Regions from separate parts of the Zea mays genome. Here region 2 is linked to region 1. A link is a contact called in public Hi-C data. All regions are on one chromosome and are shown on one strand. The core of a region is the stretch at or near the end of the contact, and the rest is flanking DNA. Distances in the headings are between cores, read along the strand shown.

Evidence for each region. A called contact is a pair of places that touch in the nucleus more often than the background predicts.
Region 2: a Hi-C map of ear shows a contact between it and region 1, with 2.8 times the contacts expected there. The contact joins the promoter of LOC100282010 here to the promoter of LOC103638598 in region 1. A contact is called at or near these places in 2 of 25 Hi-C or Micro-C datasets (ear and tassel).

The regions. Positions count from the first base shown.
Region 1 is chr9:81,906,339-81,909,592 of Zm-B73-REFERENCE-NAM-5.0, reverse strand. It overlaps LOC103638598, which reads right to left and starts at 1,588. Exons shown (of 2, transcript XM_008661468.2): 1 at 934-1,588; 2 at 428-821. The coding sequence starts at 1,248. The coding sequence ends at 792.
Region 2 is chr9:82,191,256-82,194,509 of Zm-B73-REFERENCE-NAM-5.0, reverse strand. It overlaps LOC100282010 (60S ribosomal protein L11-1), which reads right to left and starts at 1,801. Exons shown (of 5, transcript NM_001154923.2): 1 at 1,652-1,801; 2 at 1,439-1,546; 3 at 758-800; 4 at 466-661. The coding sequence starts at 1,654.

The sequences.
Region 1 (3,254 bases), core at 339-2,838:
TCTTTGCTGAGTGTCACCTAGTGGCAAAGGTTATCTCTTTGCCGAGTGTCACCTAGAACACTCCGCAACGGCGCCGTCTCCATTACCAATCGTCGTGACGGCGGCTTTTCGTTGCTGAGTATCGAGTGATACTCGGCAAAGTCTTTGCCGAGTACCCGATAAAAAGTACTCGGCAAAGAAGCCGTTGCCGATGTACAGTTTGTCGAGCTCTTTTTGCCGAGTGCTACACTCGGCAAAGACTTCACCGAGTGTTTTCCAGGCTTTGCCGAGTGTCTGATCCCGGTAGTGTTAAAGACCCTCCATAACTAATTCGACATAAAAACTTATGCTATTGAGATCATGTAGGCATTCAGTGTTAAACTTGAACGATGTGGACCAAAACGTACTTTCTAAAAAAACAAGCTTTAATACCACGTGGACCAAAAAGTACTTAGCAAGTGTAATTACTGTATTCATTCCTGTTGAAGATGCCTCCAACAATCACAACACAATGATACGTGTCCAATGTGCACATCGAAAAAACAATGTAATTATCTGTGACTATACATTACACAATCATTTCATCTTACATTTGGACCTTACGTTGCTGCATGTATACATACATATACATTACATAGCGTCCTCAGCTTCCCATCGTCGTTGATCATAGAGAGACGATATGGTAACAGTATTGACTCTTTGAATGCATAATACTGCAGAAGAATGAAGAAATCCAAGAATCGGCGGCAGAACGTTTGCAGGATGATTCAGACCAGATGCTTCGACGTCCGTAGGCAACATTGCATGCGACGTCACCACCATTGCCAGCAGCCGCAGAGCACCTGCAAGCCCAAAGACCATCCAGTTACGCGTCCTAATACTACGCCAGCTCTGCTGCCGCACAAGACACAGACACCAGACTCCAGAGAGCGAGAATGAGCGGTACGCACGCACCTTCCTCCGGTTCCGGCGACGCTGCCGCCATCGTAGCCGCCGTCGGCCGCGGCGCCCGGCCGGGCACTGCGCGAGCAGCATGGCCTCGGGACGCAGCACCAGCGGCGACCAGAGCGCGCTGCGGTCGTAGTCGAAGCCGAACGCGCTGGTGTCCGCGAACTTGCCGAGGAGGCCGTCCGAGACGTCCCTCGGCACCCGCTGCACCACCGTGAACTTGTCGCCGGCGATGGCCATCATTGGTGACCACGGATCCTCCAGAGCGGAGCAGGTCACGATCTCGAGCGGCGACGGCGACGGCGACGACGACGCCGGCATTATCAATTGCGCTGGTCACAAAAGAAATGGAATCACTACGAACTTGCACCGGCGGGTGGGTTGTTGTGGTGTGCAGCAGCAGCAGCAGGAGGATAATATATCTAGCTAGTATCTGTATCTCTCCTTTTTCCGCTGGGGAAAGCATGGAGGATTTGCAGCAGATCGCGCGGTGGTTGAAGGGAAAACGACCGGCAGGCTGAGCGCGGCTCTATTCGATTCGATCCCTCCCTCCGGCCTGCAAGGAAGCAGCTGTGGGGAAGCCTGCTGCGTGCATCTGTGTCGCTCGGCTCGGCTCATGGGACGGGGCCACTCCGAGGCCACCTCTTGCTTTCTTTATTGCTGTCTCACGTTCGAGTGTCCTCCTCTGTCACCTGGTGCGGCCGCCGATCCCTTTCTCTCTCTCTCTCACTCCATCGACCAACCAACCAGACCAGCCACCTCCGATCCGTGCCACGTGAGGCCTCTAAAGGCAGCCGCTCATGGCGACAGGGGGAGGTGACGATGGATGAAGCCTCCGTCACGTCTGTGCATCTATAGCTAGCCAGGACATCGCGAGCGCATTATACACTGATTCTTGGACGACCGTGATGCTCCGACGGACATAGCATAGCATAGGAATAGCAATAGCAATGTACTCCAATACTACTAGCATGAGGACCGCAGGTTTATGGCAGCAGCCACGTTAATGCCAACGAATGTCCCTAGCTGGCCAAGTTACGGGCGTCGCCATGTTCCTGCACTGAATGAAATTGCTTGGTAATTATGATAGCTGCCTTTCGGAGCAGATCTCGCTACAGGTCACCAGGACATATAATAGCAACCGTCAAGCCGAGCCTTTTTGCATTGGTGCAGGAGAAGCATCGTGTGTGGCCCAATCCGGCCGGTACGCACACGAACGTGGGCCTGAGCTAGCCCTGAGCCACAACGCCTGGCATTCGATCAAATAATGAGGTGGTCTGATGGGAACATATAGATCTAGATTCATTCGGGCTGGATGAACGAGCTTTTAAAAAATGTATTATTATAATATTTTTAGCGTTACAATCATATTTAATATCCATATAAAATAAATTTTATATCAGAATAAATATATGGTCCACATATCTCTACTACTCTTAAGAAGATACCGTAGGCGTCCACAGTGGCGTGGCGCACGGTTCTGCCCTGCCCCTGCCCCCGACATCCTCCCCTTGCCCTGCTCTTGGTCGCGCAATCCCAGGAACCCTCCATCGCCGCCCCACCATCATCGCACTATCCATCGCCGCCCCGCCATAATCGGCCCACGCCCGTGTGCATGCCCCTGCCCCCGACATCCTCCCCCACCCCCCGCGCCCTTCCATCGGCGACCGCTCCCACTCGCTGTGCATCGTGCCCTCGCCCCCATCAACCACCCCGTGCGTCGATGCCTGCCCCCGCCCCCGTCCCTGCGATGCCAGCGGCCACAGCGCCCCTCCCCCCGACGCGCTCTGCGGTCTCCAGATGCGAGTTCGGGGCTCGCTATCCGTGGAAGGCGAGGAGAGACGGCGCATCGGCTCTCGATCCGCGCTCTACATGGAAGGTGAGGCAGATCGGGGGGAGTGGCTCGTGGCAGTCGGCTCGACGTCGTCCTCCGCGCCGTCCGGCGAGGTGTCGTCCAAGCACGGCGGCGACGACTATGGGATCGTGGGCGGGCCCAACGGCAACGGCGTCGCGCCCGCCACCAAGTCCACCGTCGTCGAGACCACCATCGAGAGGGTACGTGATCGTCTGTCTGACGTTCCCTCACCACCATCCATGCTCGTCTGACGCGGGTACACAGGGCTACACCGTGCAGCCGCGCGCCGCGTTCTGAAAGCACCTAGAGGGGGGGTGAATAGGTGATCCTGAAAAAAACTTAAAACTTAAAGCCACAAAACTTGATTAAGTATTAGCACAATGAGATCAAGTGGCTAAGGACCGAGCTCTTGTAAAACACAATAGTCACAATGAGAACAAGTACAAGAGACACAATGGTTTATCCCGTGGTT
Region 2 (3,254 bases), core at 552-3,051, 280 kb before region 1:
CTGCTAGCCTTCAGATGGTACGGACAATTAATTCAAGTCATTGGCCCACCAGAACAGGAAAAGAATAGGCGTGTTCTATTACAGAAATGAAATGCAAGGGTTAATAAGCAGCAAAAAATAATTAAAACCAAAGAAAATTAATTAACTCAGAAATTTTATGTTAGGAAAAGATGAGACTTGTTCTTTTCAGAATGGGAGGAACATGAACTAACATTCCTTCAAGTCCCAAGATATTAGGCCTATCCTCCTTGCTTCCAATAAAATCCTTGGTTAAGTCTTCAAGTTACAAAGAGTAAACAAACAAGAAATAGATTTATGCAAAATAAAACAATGCATATCCAACGGAAACATGATTAACATCTCCGTCCCAAGAAATGATAGCTAAATGCTGCTCAATTTTGTATTAACATAATTATAGACCTAAGTTTCAGTGAGTCAGAAACAGGACACACTGAAGAGTCTTACTTGATGCCAAGATCAATGTGCTCCTGGATTCCGAAACCAAAGCACCCTGTGTCACTGAAGTTCCTCCTTAGCAGTTCATATTCCTTGACCTTAAGTCCACTCTCCAGAAGCTGCATTGCCTTCTCACCCCTTACAGTAACATAGCAGGCAATCTTCTCATTACGCCTGATACCAAAGGAACGGACAGTGTACCTAGCTGAAGAATCAGAAAACCACAAAATATTAAACAAAAGAAACTCATCGGTGTTAGGAAGCAGAGAAGAAAACACTAATATAAAACAAGCAAATATACCCTTAGAGAACACTGGTGACTGGCCACTCAGTTGCTCCAGGACCTGCAAGCATGGATGCAACCATGGACTTACTGATATGCTTATGGTAAATTTAAAGGGGTCCATAGAAGTAATCAACTATTAAGCAGTTTACAGCATAGTTAGAGTTCAAAATAGTATGATTTACAATACTAAGCAGTAAATGAGTAGCTACAGCCACCAAAACAACATGGTTGAGGTCATTTGCATGAGTTTCGATGTACTAGAAAAGGCACTGTAATGATAAATGACATTAATAGCTCAAGTTTCTTTATTACACAGTTACCATTAAGCTTCGAATTCTCATTCTGTTGTCAGTGATCGACATCAGAAATGACTACACAAAGTGATCCTACAAGCCTACAACTATAAGAGACGTCATCTGCCAGCTGCAATCCGTTAAGGAATTGTTGCACAATACGGAGACCAGACTGAATTTCAAACTCTTTCCATGGAACTACATTCTTCCGTTATAAAAAATATTATCCTGGTTACACACAATCCGAACAAACCATACTAAACGAGTAGCAGAAGCTACCTATGAAGGGCGCATGAGATTACATCTACCAACGATGGAAACCGGACGGCTATAACAAGGATAAAAAACAATAAACTGTTTTTTTTTTTTTGCAAAAATCTGAGGCGCAAGAACAGGCACGAACCTTGGCGGCGCGGGTGAGGCGATCCCCACTCTCTCCGACGGAGATGTTGAGCACCAGCTTCTGCACCTTGATCTCCCTCATCGGGTTGGATTGCTTCTTCTCCGACGCCTGCGAAAGAAAAGACACGCACACAGAGAAGCGCATAAGGGTTAGGTCCATATACAGTAACTGAGGAGCAGCTAAGCGTGATGACGGGAGAGACCAGATGCTCACCATGGATAAGGCGGCGCCGGCGCCAGCGGAGTGAGAAGGAAAAGGGGCGCCGGCTGGTGGAACGTGGCGAGTGGCAGCGGCTGGCGGAGCGTGGCGAGGGGCGGCGGCGGGGGAATTAAAAGAGGGAAACCCTAGAGACAGGGGGGTCTCGACTTTCACTTGGGCCTGGTTCATTGATAAAGTTATGGGCTTTTGTTTTGGGCTGTAATATGAAGAAAACATTTGGACTATATTCGCTGGCCCCTCGTCACTGACGACGTACAGGCCGGGTTAATATAACAATCCAGCATGATGACGAACTGGCCCAATGTGTAGGGCCCGTCCTAGGCTTGAAATAGTAAGAAGGGCCCATCCTATGATCCTAGGCTTGAAATAGCATGATGACTTTTATTGTCAACAAATTTGTTTTTGAATTGTTGACCTAATTTCTGACGTGGATCCACATCTAGGGAACCAGATGCGTCATGCGTTGCAATACAGCCATATACCGCTTGATTGGATGGTTGTATGTTGGCGCCCGGGCTCGTGCGGCCATGGTGGGCCAGATACGACGGATTCGATCAGCCAAACCGTCTTAAAATGGATTATTTTGTATCCGCTCATGCAACATATGTTTATCGTGTGTATGCAACTAAACATAAGCTAAGACAAAGTCAACGCATATGATGGGCAACCAATCAGATGGGCATGAGCAGCAACATGATTGGAAAACAATGTCTCTAGTCATTTGACACTAGAGAAGTTGTGGCAATACTCTATACTGATGCGGATCAGGGAATTGAACCATTTTAGGCCTTGTTCGATTATTTCAATTCCATGTGGATTGATGTGTATTGGAATGGATTGAGATGAATTTCGACTTGCTACGAATTTAAACCGACTTAATATCATCTAATCTACATAAATTATTGTTGAAATGAACAAGCCTTAGATGAATCTCCCTACCCAAACACCCTGTAACATCGGTCAGATTGCCGCCTACTGGAAGCGAAACCAAAACAGGTACACTACATGAAAATGATAGTGCTCAGCTAGCTAGAAGGGTGCCTAGATCAATCTCCATTTTTCAGGACCATCAAAAACAGAATAAATATCTGTACTTTTGCTTTGGCACCAGCGGCACCTGATTGATCTCGTCCTCTCGTCGAGTTCGAAAATAATCCTTTCAGGCTATATATGTACATGTATGCTTTCGTCGCTTCTTTTTCACAACAGTATTTGTTAGGTAGTTAATTCTCGATCGAGAGGGACCTTGCATCAATCTCATCCTGTAACTACCTGTGTTGTGTGTTGTGCATCGTGAGGATGAAGCGATTGATTTGTTTGGTATCTTTCCTCCCATTCCCCATTGCCATTATTGAAGGGTCATGGTAGGCTACTAGAGGTCTAGGGCCTGATCATGATAAGCTAATACAAGTCTAGCACTTAAGAGCTAGACTGCCACCCACGATGCATACAGAAACTAGAAATAGTTTCTATGCGTATGATTGGTTGTCTGGGTAACCGACGCATGGCTCGACCAAGCCTGGCCTGTCACAAACGCGGCTTTCGTGCTTCTCCATGTATGCAACAAAAAAGGCTCAATTTGGCCTCCGTTGCATCC